Regions from separate parts of the Mus musculus genome. Here all the other regions are linked to region 3. The links are chromatin contacts, called in public HiChIP or PLAC-seq and promoter capture Hi-C maps. All regions are on one chromosome and are shown on one strand. The core of a region is the stretch at or near the end of the contact, and the rest is flanking DNA. Distances in the headings are between cores, read along the strand shown. Region 1 holds the start of Rpn1 (ribophorin I). Region 2 holds the start of 2610306M01Rik (RIKEN cDNA 2610306M01 gene). Region 3 holds the start of Arhgap25 (Rho GTPase activating protein 25).

Region 1 (4,724 bases), core at 1,072-3,571, 550 kb before region 3:
TTAAAATATTATCTTTACTATTTCAGTATCTTAATATTTAGACATATTAAGACAGCTACAGTGTATTTATGTATAGTAATAAATCTTTGGACTGGGGCAAGCAGGAACTGAGCAAGCAGAGTTGACAGCTACAATGTCCTTACATATAATAAATAAATAAATCTTAAAAAAAAAATGCATTACTTAGTAAAAGGTCAGAAAGCTAGGCATGGTGGTACACAGCTGTAGTCCCAGTACATGGGACAGACAGCCAAGATGATCAGCAGTCAAGGTCATTTTTAGCTATCAGCATTCTGGAGGCTGGGACAGGAGGATTCTAGGTTCCAAAACAGTCCAGGGACAACACAGCAACACCCTGTCTCAAACAGTGTAAGAGAAAAGGATGGTTCAAACTACATAATCCTACTGTCCTGCTAGCTCCTTAAAGGTTCCTGTACTCCGTCCACCTCGCCTAAGTTTCCAAGGCAATGTGTGCCCTTTCTTATCCTCTTTATCACCCAGTTGCTTCTCACCTAGGTAAGGAGTATAAACTCGTCTTCCTCCAGAGTTAACACAAGTTACTGTAAGTCAGTAACATGACTGCAGAGCTGAAACACAAGTCCTAATTTCATGTCAAGGCCAGAAAGCAAGGTAGCAATAATGCAAATACACCCAAGGGTATGGGACAAGTCAGACCTTCATTTGGGGGAGGGGGGTTAATAAGCTCCAAAGCCAGATACTTCCACAGTCATGTAAGAATTCCTATGCCTCAAAAGGTTGCTATAGGGTGGGGAATGTTCTTAAAATACCTGCCACAGCCTTTTCTTTTCCTAATTTTTCTTTTAATGTACATGGGTGTTTTGCTTGCAAGTGGGTCTGTGCACCCTGAAACTGGAGTTACCGATGGCTGTGGAATTGAACTTGGATGCTCTGAGCCATGTAGAGGGACCCAACTTGTATGCAATTCCCACCAGGACAGCAGCAGGGTGGTAAGCCTCTGCTGTGATCTGATTATACTATGACTTCATTAAGTCATGACTGATTTTCACAAAACAGGACTGAGCATCCAATGAAGTCATGAATGTCTTTCCAGAAATATTTGAGGAAAGCCATGCTGAGCATGAACAAGGCTTCAATGTAAAGGGGACAGGAGTCACTTCAGTGACTATTATAAGTCCAGCTTTATAGCTCCATACAGTTAAAAAGAATGTGGTGTGCTTAGTCTCCTAGTAAATTGGGTAATCACTTAATGAATATAGTTAATGAGAACAGTAATAAAAATTAACCTGTGTGGATATTCCCTCTATTCCCAAAGCCAGCGATTTCTTTCCTTGAAAGGTATAAAAGTGTATTCAATGAAAAGTACAGAAGGCTAAATGCTGAAGTGTTCCAATGAGAGACGGTGGGGAGGAACAGACCTGGGCTTCACCTTTCTGTACAGCATAAGGGGCTGACTCTTCAATTAGTCTGAACATTAAGAAAGCGTTAAGCAGCAGCTTTCAGAGGAGTGTTACATTAACCGGGTGCGAGGAATGACAAACTTTAATACCAGAAACCTGCTGTATTTCTGAACGCTGCTGTCTGGAGAGAACAGACTACACCAGTCAATTGCATTCAGGAAATAAATTGTCTTAACTCACTGATAGTCCTCCACTAGACGAGCAAGTCCAGGGGACAGAAAAGAAGCTGGGTACCCGAAGTACCGCACCCGGCCACAGCCAAGATCCTCTTGGGGTGCGGAAGGAGGTCGCCAGGGGACCAAGGGGTCGCCTTGGGCTCCAGAGCAGCCACGTGGGCGGTGCCCCACGCTCGGAAGCTTGTGCTGACGTGTCCGAGAGGACACGCGGACAAGAGAGACGGCGGACCCCAACCTCTCCGCTGTCCCCCTCCAACACCTGCCTTTCAGACAACCAGACACCTGGAGGATCCCTAACGCCCTCAACCTCCCCGCCCCTCCCCAGGGATCCCCGATCGCCTCAGGCATCCCGCGTGAGGTTCGCCGGCTCCTCCCTCCGCTCACCTGCACGCCTAGGTGCGCAAGCCGCGACTCCAGTTCTGGCTCCAGGGCCAGAACGAAAGAGCTGGCTCGTGATGTGGAGCCGCCGCCCGGGTGTACCAGGACCACCTCAGCCGTCACCTTGGCTAGGTGGCTGCTCAGGTCCACCGTGCGCTTCACGTCCTCGTTGACCAGCGGCGGAGCCTCCGAGGAGGCGCTGCCGGGCGTCGGGGCCAAGGCCCCGAGACATAGCAGCAGCAGCAACAGCAAGGCGACCGGCGACTCCATGACCGCGAGCTGAGCGCCACCGACACGCGCCCCGCCCCCCCGCCACGGCGCAACCGCTGATTGGCCAACAGCACCACAAGATGGCTGGGCCCGGTCAGAAAGGACCCCGTCTCCAGGGCAACCGGGCGATCGTGGGGCGCCTGATTGAAAATCTTAAAGTGCAGGCGTACTTCTTGGGGCGCTTAATAGCCGTATTCACCCCTGATTTCCTTATATCCTGTCTGTTTCCTTCATGCTTATGCAAAATAACTCTGGCCTCTCAGCTCAAAAACAGTATACTATAGCTTAGTCTAAGGAACTAACTTTGCCTTCTCTATAGTGATACGAATGCTAAGTGGGCAAAAGTTTAAAGGAAAATGGGAAATTTCCAGAAACTCAAGTCTCTCCTCTAATATTTAGTTCAACCATTAATGTGAGTGATGGCAGAAACCTTAAGCAACTAACCAAGGTTGATGATATTAACCTCAGATACCTGTTGACATTTATCACAGTTGTAGGAGTCCAAGGCGAAGTCACTGGCAGGACTAGCTGTCTGGTGAGGGCTGCTATTTACTACCAAGGTGGCACTTTGACATTGCATGCCTTCTAAGGAAGGCATTGCATATCGTCATATGACAGAAAGGCAGGAAAGGGTCTCTCTGAGGCAAGCCCTTTTACAAAGGCATCTTGCAGATGGATTCCTCTAGTGCTATCATCTCCCAAAGTCACACTGAAGAATTAATGACCAAAAACAATGAACTTCAAGTGAGCAGAGAAACTGTAGTCAGTGTACTGATACACCTGACAAGAAAGCCAGCTTAGTGACGAAAACATCCAATGGCATTTTTTGGGCCTTGAAACCATATATATATATATATATATATATATATATATATATACATATATACATATATATATGTATGTATATATGTATATATATATATATGAAAAAATCTACAGATAAAACTTTGCTCCCCTAAAGTTCCCTTTTTTCAACCCTATAAAATCTCCAAGCCCCCTGCACAATGGTTGTGTACAGTCTCCACTCCCCAAATGAGAATGCGTCCCAATGTTGTTGCTTGAAGGATGTAATTCGAAGGTAAATTTTGGGAGGAGATGGAAATATTCAAACATTGATACCAGCCAATGAGAAGAGAGAATGGAGGGCTGGCCATGCTCCTCCCTACAAAGCAGAAGTCAGGAAATTAGCACCTGCAGGCCAACAATCTATCTGTGTCTATAAAGTTTTATTGGAACATAGCTACGTTCATTTGTCCGTAGCTTATGATTGCTTTCACAGTACAACAGTAACAGTAGTGTAGTTGCAAACCAGACTATATGGCCCAGAAAACAAAACTACTTACTGTTTGCACGCGAGTACATACATTATGTATGCAGAGACAGCTTAGTGGTTAGGAGGATTTGCTGCTCTCTCAAAGGACTTGAATTCTTCCGGTTCCCAGGCTCACAACTGCCTGTCAGGCAAGGATCTGATGCCCTCTAACCTCCACAAACATCCATACACAGATGTTCTTCCTTCTGTTCCTCTCTGTCTCTGTCTTTATCTGTCTCTCTGTATCTCTTTCTCTCTCACATACACACACATAAATATAAATTTAAAAATAAATCTTTTTTTAATGCTATCTGGTTGTAGTAGTGGTACATGCCTGTAATGCTTCAGTATTTAGGAGGCTAAGGAAAGAATAAAGAATAAAGAACATAAAATACTTTGCCTTAATGTAACAACAACAATAGAAAGTCTGACCACACTATTAACACATTCACCAGGGCAAAGCTCTGCAGAGGATAGCAGGGGCAATATAGTAGCCATTTAAAATAACACTCCAACATCAGAGACAATTTTTCTTCAACTCTTCCAAAATTAAAAATTATAGAGTTAGGTGACTGGAAAGGAGGCTTAGCAGTTAAGTCCTCTCTTGGATACTCTAGTAGAGGACCAGGGTTCAATTCCCAGGACCTGCATGGCTTCTCACAACACTAAGTCTGGTTCCAGTGGATCTAAAACTGCCTTCTGTACTCCACTCACACTTCAAGGATGTGGTGCATGGACACTTATGCAGGCAGAACACTCAGACACATAAAATAAATAGATGTTTAAAAATAACAAAGTCATTATTGAGAGTGTTAAGAGGGTAACTAGGGAGATAGCTCAGCCAGTAAAATTCTTGCCACTTAAGCACGAAAATCTGAGTTTGATCCCCAGAACTCATGGAAAAAAAAAAAAAGCCAAGGACAGTGATGCAGCCTTGCAATCCCAGCACTGGGGAGGTAGACACGGGGAGTTTGCTCTCCAGCCTAGCCTGCTTGGAGAACGTCAGGCCGGTGAGAGATCCTGTCTTGAAAACAACGTAGACAGCTCCCGAGGAATGACACCTAAAATTGTTCTCTGTTTTCTATCCGCACACATGTATACACACATGCACAAAGGGAGGTGTGAAGAAAGATTGAGAACAGCGCTTGC
Region 2 (4,495 bases), core at 656-3,155, 680 kb after region 3:
CCACCCGTCCACCACCCTACAAGACTCACCATGACAGGCAGTTCCTAGGCCCAGGTAGAGGTCCTTCCTTCAACCTCAGCTTGCAAAAGCCTCCTTTTCGAAGGGGCTGCTTAGCTCTCATTCCTCCTTCCCTCGCTGATAGACTAGCCTCTACCACCATGCTGCCTTCACTGAGGCCTCCCCCAGACCCAAGCCTTGGCAGGCTGTAACGCAACCTACAGCAGACTGGTCCTATCCAATTAGTTTAAATTGCTTCATGCCAAGGAAATTGCTGCTTTTATTAAAAATAAAAGCACAGTAAGCAGGCAATGAGCTGTGAAAAGTATCAGTCTGGCATAATTACGAAGGTCGAGGTTAAGGTTACCCAAGAAACACTCAAGATTTTCCCTAAAGCCTGGGGCAGAAAAATATGTATCTGCAGGAGCACAGATAGACCAACGAGCACACACCGAGAGAAACCACACAGCATCCTCTCCAACTGAGAGAACACTAAACCAGAGCCAATCCTAAGTCATTCTTAATAGAAACTAAAAGGAGAAAAGAGGCCTAGGCGTCTGAGTTCAAAACCATCTCATTCGCTTATGATTTTATCTTAGCCACATCCTGGGGACCTCACTGCAGTTGGGTAAAGAAACAAACCTAACCAAAACACCAAAAAATGCATTCCTGTCCCCAGAGAAATCCTCTTTGGCTACCTACTTAAAGAAATAGGAAAGTTAGGTGGGAGAAGCCCCCCTCTCCTTTAAGATCTCTCCCCATCCCCACCCTTCAGCCTCCGCATCAGAATTTAAAGTTTCAGGGAAATGGCAAGACCACCACCCTGCATTTCACTTATACTTCACACATAGGATCCGAATAATTCGGTCAAAGGAAGAGATTTCTCCACGCGCTCCCCCCACCCACCCAAATGAAAGGCCACTGAGGTAAACTATTTGGGCAATACTGCCCCCCCAAGCCCTGTCAATTCCCAGTCTGAGTTTTAATTCTCTCAAGGACAATGACTCGCAAGGAAAGTGCAGAGGGGGAAGGGAGGGTCAGTTGGTCAAAACCCATTCATACAACTAGAAACCAGAGTCTTGCCACATCAGCACACGAGATTAATTCACCGCGCACTGGCTTCCCAACATACCTTCCGCCAACACCTCGTCCACGGTGACCTGCTGCCTCCCGATGCCGAAGACCCTTCCGATGTAACCACTGCCCAGGCCTGAGCTGCTGCCCCCTCCTCCGCTGGAGCCTGAACCCAGGCCAGAGCTCCCCTGCTCCCGCCTGGAGTCGAAAAACTTCTTCATCTTTCCAATATGAAATGCCAAGGCAAAATGCCGATGGTTTCTAGGTTCGTATTTGTTGTAAAGAAAAGAGATCTAAGGATTTCTTCTCCGGTTTCAGCCCTGAGCAGAGCCCCGGGAATCCGGCCGTGGGGTGGGGGCTGAGGGACGGCGCCTGCAGGAATAGACTGTCAATCGCGCGGCGGGTCCCCTCCTCCTCGGGGAGCGATCGTTTAAGTTTAAACCTGCGATGACAGAGGCAGAGAGAGGATGAATCAGTAACACACTCCAGAGCCTAACTGCCGGGTCCTAGGGAAAGCACAGGCCGTCATCCAGAGGAAACGCTGCGTGCATTTTCTTCGGGAAAGCCCTGGAAACGCACCGGACCCCTGCCCGGACCCCCGCCCCGGGCCCCGGACACCCACTAGCGGCCGCTCGGCGGCGAGCCCAGCTACCAGCCCCGCGACATGGCCACGGCCGCCGGCCTGCGACACGAAGGAGGCGGCGCTGCCGCAGAGCCGGGGCCGCTTCGGCGCCCGCCCGCCCGCCAGCTGATCCCCGAGCGCCGCGCTGAGGCCGCCCCTCCCCCGCGCGCGCGCCCGTCGGCTCCGACCACCCACCCGGAAGTGACCTGCCACCGGAAGTGCTTCTCAGGGCCGCACAGCCCCTTCTCAGGGGCCGTCTCAGGTGCACCAGCTATAGCTACAGAGCGAAAGAAACCGATGGCAAGAAGGGAACCAGAGCAGTGGAACTCGGGACAGAGACACTTGGAAGAGAGCGTTGCCGTAGTCCTGCCGCTGAGCACCCTGGGAAGAGTAGTTCGGGGTAATCTGGCATCTGGACTACAATTCCCAAGATGCCCCGGGAGCGAGCGCACCTTCGGACGCCGTCTCCAGGGACTGGAGATGATAGTGGAGTGGTGCAGAAGTGAGGCTTCGGGTATTTAAGTACATCTGCTAAAGTCACCAGAGACTAGTTTTCCAGCTGCACGTCCCACTCTCTGTAGCCATTTTATCTATGGCTTGGCCTCATGGACAGAGGCACTCTGGGAATTGTGGTTTCACAGGAGTCCGGACTGACACCTGAAGGACGCGGTTTAGCTGCCTCGCCCCAGTTGGGTTTGGGAGTTCCCCGACGTCATGGGAGCGGAGGTACTGAAGGCTTGGGGGCTGGGGAGAAGTGGGTATGATGCCAGCAGGGAGCCGAGCGGAATCTCGGTGCTGAAGGAAACAAAGCAGGTGTCTTCCGGTCCCCGACCACGATGAGAACTGAGAAGCCTGAGGGTCGAAGAAGGAACTGCGGGAGATCCAGTACACGGAGCATCTAGGGACCAGGCTACATCCATCCTTGGGCTCCACCCCAAACCATGGCCCTCTGCCGACCCAGATTTGCCTGGTCCTTACCAGATATATTCACGCCTTTAAAGGGAACTTTAGACACACCTACTGCTTTCTCTTCAGAATCTTTCGCAAGAAGATGCTGTGTTTACTAAGGATCGCTTGGGTGCGGATAGAGTACAGGGCTGTGTGATTGGCACCTGTCAAATGCTAAGGATTTGGAAAGGAATTGAGATCTCTCCTCCTAGATTGCTTCACAGAAGATGTTGTTGTCGTGCCAAATCCCTGCCTCCCCTGCCCTCTCCCCCAAGAAATACATGGTTTTTTCTCTTTTTTGAGTATAGGTTATTTTTCCACCAGCTCCCCACACTTCTTAAAGATGCAACTACCCTCTTGCAGTTCATCCCAGAATTTCTACTTCAGGCACTTGAGGAAGATCTAGAAGGGGGCCCCCAGGAAATAAAAAAAGATGGGTCTTGCTGGGCAGTGGTGGCTCACGTCTTTAATCCCAGCACTTGGGAGGCAGAAGCAGGCAGATTTCTGATTTCGAGGACAACCTGGGTTACAGAATGAGTTCCAGGGCAGCCAGGGCTATGCAGAGAAACCCTGTCTTGAAAAATAGAACAAAAAAAGATGGCTCTTGGTTAATCTGAATATTGAGTCCGGCTGTGCTGGCGGTGGCTATTGCGGTTTCTTATTTCATGTGGTACCATAGTCATATAACTCTCCGGAGAGAGATAGCATCTTAACTTCCGGAGAGAGCCAGTATTGCCACCTCAGTTCACACAATCCTACAGCCACCTTAAGGGTGAGACTCAGCACCTGCGGAACATCTTCCTAACTCAGCCCAGGGTGTGTTCTCCTCGCCTTCCTTAAAAGGCTTGATTTCTGTTACAGAAGCTTAGTGTGTGTCTTAAAATAGATGGGAAATCTTAGTGGGCTTACAGCCCCTCATCTTTCTCAGCACCATTAATTTTGACCGACCTTTAAAGAGTCTGTTAGTCTGTCCATCGAGCCCTGGTGCCTTATCGGGTTTTAATTTTCTCCACTCTCCTGGTACAGACCAGGTTTGCTCAAATCTCAAGCCTCACTTCAGACAGTCAAGGTTTTCCAGAAGGAGTAAGGCAGCCTACTCCCACTGAGTAACATGCTTTTAGTAGGCACTCAGCCTGAGTGAAAGACCACTGTTTAACAGAAGGGGACTGCAGCAATCATTCCTATACATTGATTGACTGGTGTGTATGCGCGAGTGGGGTGGGGGTGGGGGGATGAAAATGGCTGTCATACTTTGTAACTTGCCTGGCCTGGAACTCTCTTTGTAAATCAGGCTGCCTCAAACTCATAGGAACCTGCCTGCCTCTGCCTCCCAAATGCTGGAACACACTGGTTGGTTGGTTGGTTTGTTTTTAAAGTATAGCTTGATCACAATCTGACAGAAATAACTAAGTGACTAATAGGAGACTAAATCTATTGTTTTCATCCTTTCAAGGACTAATATTAATAGCAATTATTACTCAGGTTTTCTAGTTTTGTATATATTATATTATTTAATCCTCACTGTCACCTATGAAACAGAGTACTTTTTTGGGGGGGGGGTTGGTTTTTTTCTTTTTTTTTTTTTTTTTTTTTTTTTCTTTTTTTGGTTTAGGGAGTCTCTGTATATCCCTGGCTATCTGTCCTGGAACTCACTTTGTAGACCAGGATGGCCTCGAACTCAGAAATCCGCCTGCCTTTGCCTCCCAAGTACTGGGATTAAAGGCATGTGCTCCCACCGCCTGGCTATAGAGTACTATTTTTAAGATCATTTTAAAGGTGAAGAACTGAATCACAAGGTAGATAATAAGCCCAGAATCACACTGGCAGCAGCTAGCAACACCAGGATTCAAGCCC
Region 3 (4,529 bases), core at 682-3,181:
TGGGCCAGGCAGGAAGTACTGTAGATCACAGACTCCAAAGTCCCCAAGAGCCTGAGCCAAAGTTAAGGAATCCAGCACCCCTGTGGCACCGGGTGGCAGCTGGGTAAGCTAGGCAGTCCCTTTTCTCTCATTGCTGTGTGTACTTCCTGTCTCTGTGTTGGTGTGCTTGCTCATGTGACTCATGTTGGCCAATGAAACATAAGCAGAGAAGATGAGCACAGAGGCTTGGGATATATTTATTGTTCATGTGGTCCTTTAGTTCTCAGTGAGAAGGACACGCCCTGGGTCAGCACACTCAGGCCCCAGGTGTTCACATTAGTCTGTGATGCCTCTTAGAGATGAAAGCAACGATGTACATAACTTGGAACTCAAAAGTGGTCTAGTCTGGAAACATCCATACATTATATATGTGGGCCATTATCTATGTGGTGTAACTAAAGTCTTAGGGCAGCCATGATCATCAAGATGATAAAGATGTATCTTTACACCCACTGTAAGCCCAACTTACAGTGAGAGAAAGGATAAAGAGAGAAACCGGACATAGAGTACCAGGAAAAGAGGCAGAAAACCAGTCTGGTTCACAGAGTTCTACAAATTGGCAGCGGCCACCTCTGTCCATTGCTGATAAGGCTGAGAGGTGAGGATGGAGACCTGGTTCAGTGACAGGAAAGCTGTTGGTGTCTTGAGAAGCCACTCTATGGGGTCCTGGGGGCAAAAGCCTCAATGGGAGAAATCCAGGAAGGAAAAAGAGGAGCGATCACAGTAAGTCCAACAGTCCTTAATTTAAAAAAAAAATTCTCAGAAATAGTCTATAGCCAAAGGAGGAAGTAGTGTCAAGAGAGATTTTTTTTGATATGAAAAACATTGTAGTGCTAATATTGATTGGAAAGATCCAAGAGAAAATAGAAAGAGGAGATGGAGCTGAGCTGGGGAGAGGTGAGGTGGTCCATGCAGCAGGTAACGGGAAGGTGGGTCACCTGTCCATAGCCCGTGGGAGGTGTTGAAAAGCAGTTATCCAGGAGAACTGAGGTAGATGGCCCAGGCCCCAGGCATGTGCGGTGTGCTTGGTGATTACATGGAAGGCTTGGAGCCTGCAGAAACCTCATAGCAGCCCTGCAAAATCAGTCTGTTAAGTGCTACACTTACAGATGAGGGAATCAAAACAGAAAATAATGGTTCAAGAGCCACATCCAAAGTCAACCGGCCTGAGAATTTGAACACAGCAGTCTGGTTCGAGGACCTATCAGCTCAACCGCTAGCTCAAGGTGACCTATTTGAAGATGTAAAAGTCTGCCACAGACTGGGCTAGATAGAATGAAGGTCAAATAAGTGCTTGTGGGGTATTGGCTGTGTGTCAAGAGTCTGTCCCACCAGCTTCTGCAACGACTCCTTACCCCACAGTTGTTAAGGATCCTGTTTCTCTGAAGAAGTCGTGGAGGCCCAGGAAGAGTCTGTTAAAAGGGGAGGAAAACTGAATTTTTTTACACATGGTGGTCTGGTTGTAAACGCCACAGCATACACAAGGGGGGAGAAGCAGTGACCCTTTGTGTGGCTCTGCCTGGCTGGAATCAAAGTACCTGCTGGAAACCTTCTACCCAAGCAGGTGTGAACTATGTGGTCCTTTCACGGCAGGAATTTTTAAAGATGCTGCCCATTCTTGGGCAGAATGCTGGCTGCCTGCCTGGCCTCTTTTAGCCGCCAAAATCTGGAGTCAAGGAGGCGAACACAGGAGTCCAGGCACATGGCGAGAGCCTTGGGAGTCTCTTTCCATTTAATTAAAACCACAGTCTTATAACACAAACATGCACTAGCTTTACAAAGATTTCTAAATAACATCTTCTGAAGACAGTGTGCTCATAACGCTACAACACTGAACAGCCAGCCACTTCCTCAAAACGCAAGGAAGCAGACAGTTAAGAAAAAAAAAAGCAGTTGTTTATCACAACTTCACTTCAGTAAGGCCTGAGATTCTGCCCAGCAGGGCTCTGCTTCCCAAGAGGCAGTGTCAACTGGGACATTTCTGGTAAATCTGAACGCAAAGCAGGGTGCCAGCCCCTGGGGGACTGTGGGTGGGACTTGGGGAGTTTGGGTGCCATCCCCGAGTGACAGATGGATGGACGGTTCATGAGAGAGAAAGGAGGAGACACGTGGGCAGATCGGTCTGGAGCGTAAGAGTGCCTGCAAAGCAAGCAACAGGCAGAGAAGGCAGAGGAACCGAAGTGAAGATCAGAGAAACAAGAAGGGCACAGCCTGTGACACACTGTGAGCCACTTGACCAGCTACTCACCCACCTCGGAAGCAAAATGTCTCTCAAGCTGCCAAGGAACTGGGATTTCAATTTGAAAGCGGAGGCTTCAAAAATAGGTAAGGTCGGGGTCCAGGTATTTCCTCGGGGTTCTTATGCGTGAGCACCCACTATTTGCATTCTGAGTTGTGGGAGCTCAGTCGGCCAAAGCACACCACACAACAACACTGAGCTTGGCAGAAATGTGCATTCGGGTGGACGAGTCCTGAGAAGTTCTAGTGTGCTGGGGTTGGGGGGGTTCTCTTCTCTCTGGGGGTGGACTATGTGGGTCAAGGGAACTTGGATGGTTTCGGCTGTGCATTGGACACAAAACTGAGATTTTGTTTCTGTCATTGGAAAGTCGGTTCTTTCTGGCATGGCACGTCGTCTAACTGTTGAATGGCTTTCAGTAAGAGGACAGAGACTCGAGTATTTTGAAGTGATTCATCTGTGGATGAATTCAAGGGAGTGTCACATTTTTTGTGAACCCAGAGGCCAATGAGGGACTACCTATAGTTAAAAGTAGACAAGGAGAACAGGGTGAGAGAATAGAGGCTTTTGAAGTATAATAACACTATTCTAAGGAACAGAACGTGGGAGAACGCAGGAGAGTTGGGAAAGATAGACTTTAGTTAGTTATGAAGGATAATTCGAGGTGTTCATATCATTTTCCTCTAACAATGGTGATATATATTCGTCAAATCTATTGTTTGCTATTATATAGATGTCTTGTTTTCTTGCCACCCCCTGCACCATGAATTCTCGCTCTGTAGCTCTAGTTGGCCTGAAACTTGCTATGGAAACTTAGATTCACAGAGTTACTTTAGTGCTCAGATTATCGGCATGGCCTGAATACCTGATATTTCTTCTGTTATTAAACTTTAGTTTTAAATTGATCATAGTCAGATGAAGCACACACACACACACACACACACACACACACACACACACACACACACATACACAGAGACACACACACACACGACTATCTACTCAGTGAGATAAATTTCTTGATTTTAGGCTTTACAGTGTTGAGGTATTTGCAAACAGCATGGAAGGATTTTGCTTAGAAGAAAGTTTTGGCCAGATGGTTCATGGTGGTTGGTGTGTTAAAATAAGTAGTTCACTAAAAGCTCACAGATAGGAAGCAGGTCAGAAAAGGGCTTTGAAATGAAACTGAAAGTAACCAGAGAAGCCATTTATTTTGGTGATCAGGAGCCCACATTTCCAAACAGAGCTGGAACTGTGTGCCAAAGCCAGCTCCAAGATGTGACACAGGGAAGAAAGAGCCTTCTCTCCTGCCCATACAAACATACTCTCACTAAGTCACTCAGATTAATTTTAAGGTAGAATATCTGTCCCTCTGCTCCTTGGTAAGTGTCCCACCTCCCCACTGTGAAGGCATTCCGCTCTCTCACCTTCCATATTTCAGCTAAAGATGGGACACTTGGGAAAATAAATGTTAGATTTTTTTCAGCAGTATAGAAAATCACCTCATTGGATTCTCAGGCCTAGGATTAGACTGAGTGTAGTTCCATAATCTCTTCGAGCAGTTCTTACAGGTGTCCCCCTGGGTCGCTTACTGTAGAACACCCTTTACTCCTGGAAACACAGAGTCTCAGAGTCCACCCCAACTGTGAAGTCAGGCTCTCAAGAGGGTCCCGCCATCCTGCCTTTTAATGAGCATCTCTATCTGATGAGCTGTCAGTTCCCTGAGCTAAGCGCAGCAGGGCTCCGTCACTGTGCAAGTGGCGCAGCTCCTAGCGCCTGGACCCACTGGGCAAACAATGTTTGAAGTCTGATCACCAGAATTCAATATTATTTAATATCACTTAATAATGTATAATAACAAGTACATACAGTTTAGAAGAGTCTTTGCTGTTACCCGTGACATCTACATGTTTGTCACTGCATAGCAGAGTGTCACATGAACTGGGATCTAGATTATAGGTAGAGCCAGCTCCCTGAGGAGAAAGTACCTGACTCAGTTACAAGATCTCCAGTCCCTTGTCCCACGTAGGAATCGGTTTATCAATATGCCAGAAAAGCCACTTCCAGAGGAAGGGTGGTGCAATTGGGAGTCCCTACAGGGAAGCCAGGAACTGTGGCTTTCTAGCCTGGGTAGTGTGATATAGAAGGATCGGGCTTCTCAGCCCGGTCACTGTTGACATTTGTGACTGGATAATTCTTGATTGCAGGGGTTTTTCTGCACATTGTAAGACAGCAGCATCCCTGGCCTCTACCC

What was found. HiChIP or PLAC-seq counts read pairs in DNA pulled down with a chosen protein or histone mark. Capture Hi-C pulls out chosen DNA fragments and counts their contacts.
Region 1: an H3K4me3 HiChIP or PLAC-seq map of bone marrow-derived macrophages shows a contact between it and region 3, with 2.8 times the contacts expected there. The contact joins the promoter of Rpn1 here to the promoter of Arhgap25 in region 3. A contact is called at or near these places in 1 of 39 promoter capture datasets (pre-B cells), 2 of 115 datasets of contacts at active chromatin or transcription factors (bone marrow-derived macrophages and memory CD8 T cells) and 1 of 9 other capture datasets (pancreatic islet).
Region 2: a promoter capture Hi-C map of liver shows a contact between it and region 3, with 2.9 times the contacts expected there. The contact joins the promoter of 2610306M01Rik here to the promoter of Arhgap25 in region 3. A contact is called at or near these places in 1 of 39 promoter capture datasets (pre-B cells), 2 of 484 Hi-C or Micro-C datasets (memory CD8 T cells and natural killer cells), 2 of 115 datasets of contacts at active chromatin or transcription factors (the SCID.adh cell line and memory CD8 T cells) and 1 of 9 other capture datasets (liver).

What each region holds. Positions count from the first base shown.
Region 1 is chr6:88,082,070-88,086,793 of GRCm38.p6, reverse strand. It overlaps Rpn1 (ribophorin I), which reads right to left and starts at 2,321. Exons shown (of 10, transcript NM_133933.4): 1 at 2,000-2,321. The coding sequence starts at 2,263.
Region 2 is chr6:86,846,850-86,851,344 of GRCm38.p6, reverse strand. 2610306M01Rik (RIKEN cDNA 2610306M01 gene) reads left to right here and starts at 1,905. Exons shown (of 1, transcript NR_028298.1): 1 at 1,905-2,938. Aak1 (AP2 associated kinase 1) reads right to left here and starts at 1,840. Exons shown (of 16, transcript NM_001378654.1): 1 at 1,130-1,840. The coding sequence starts at 1,292.
Region 3 is chr6:87,530,661-87,535,189 of GRCm38.p6, reverse strand. It overlaps Arhgap25 (Rho GTPase activating protein 25), which reads left to right and starts at 1,931. Exons shown (of 11, transcript NM_001037727.2): 1 at 1,931-2,364. The coding sequence starts at 2,304.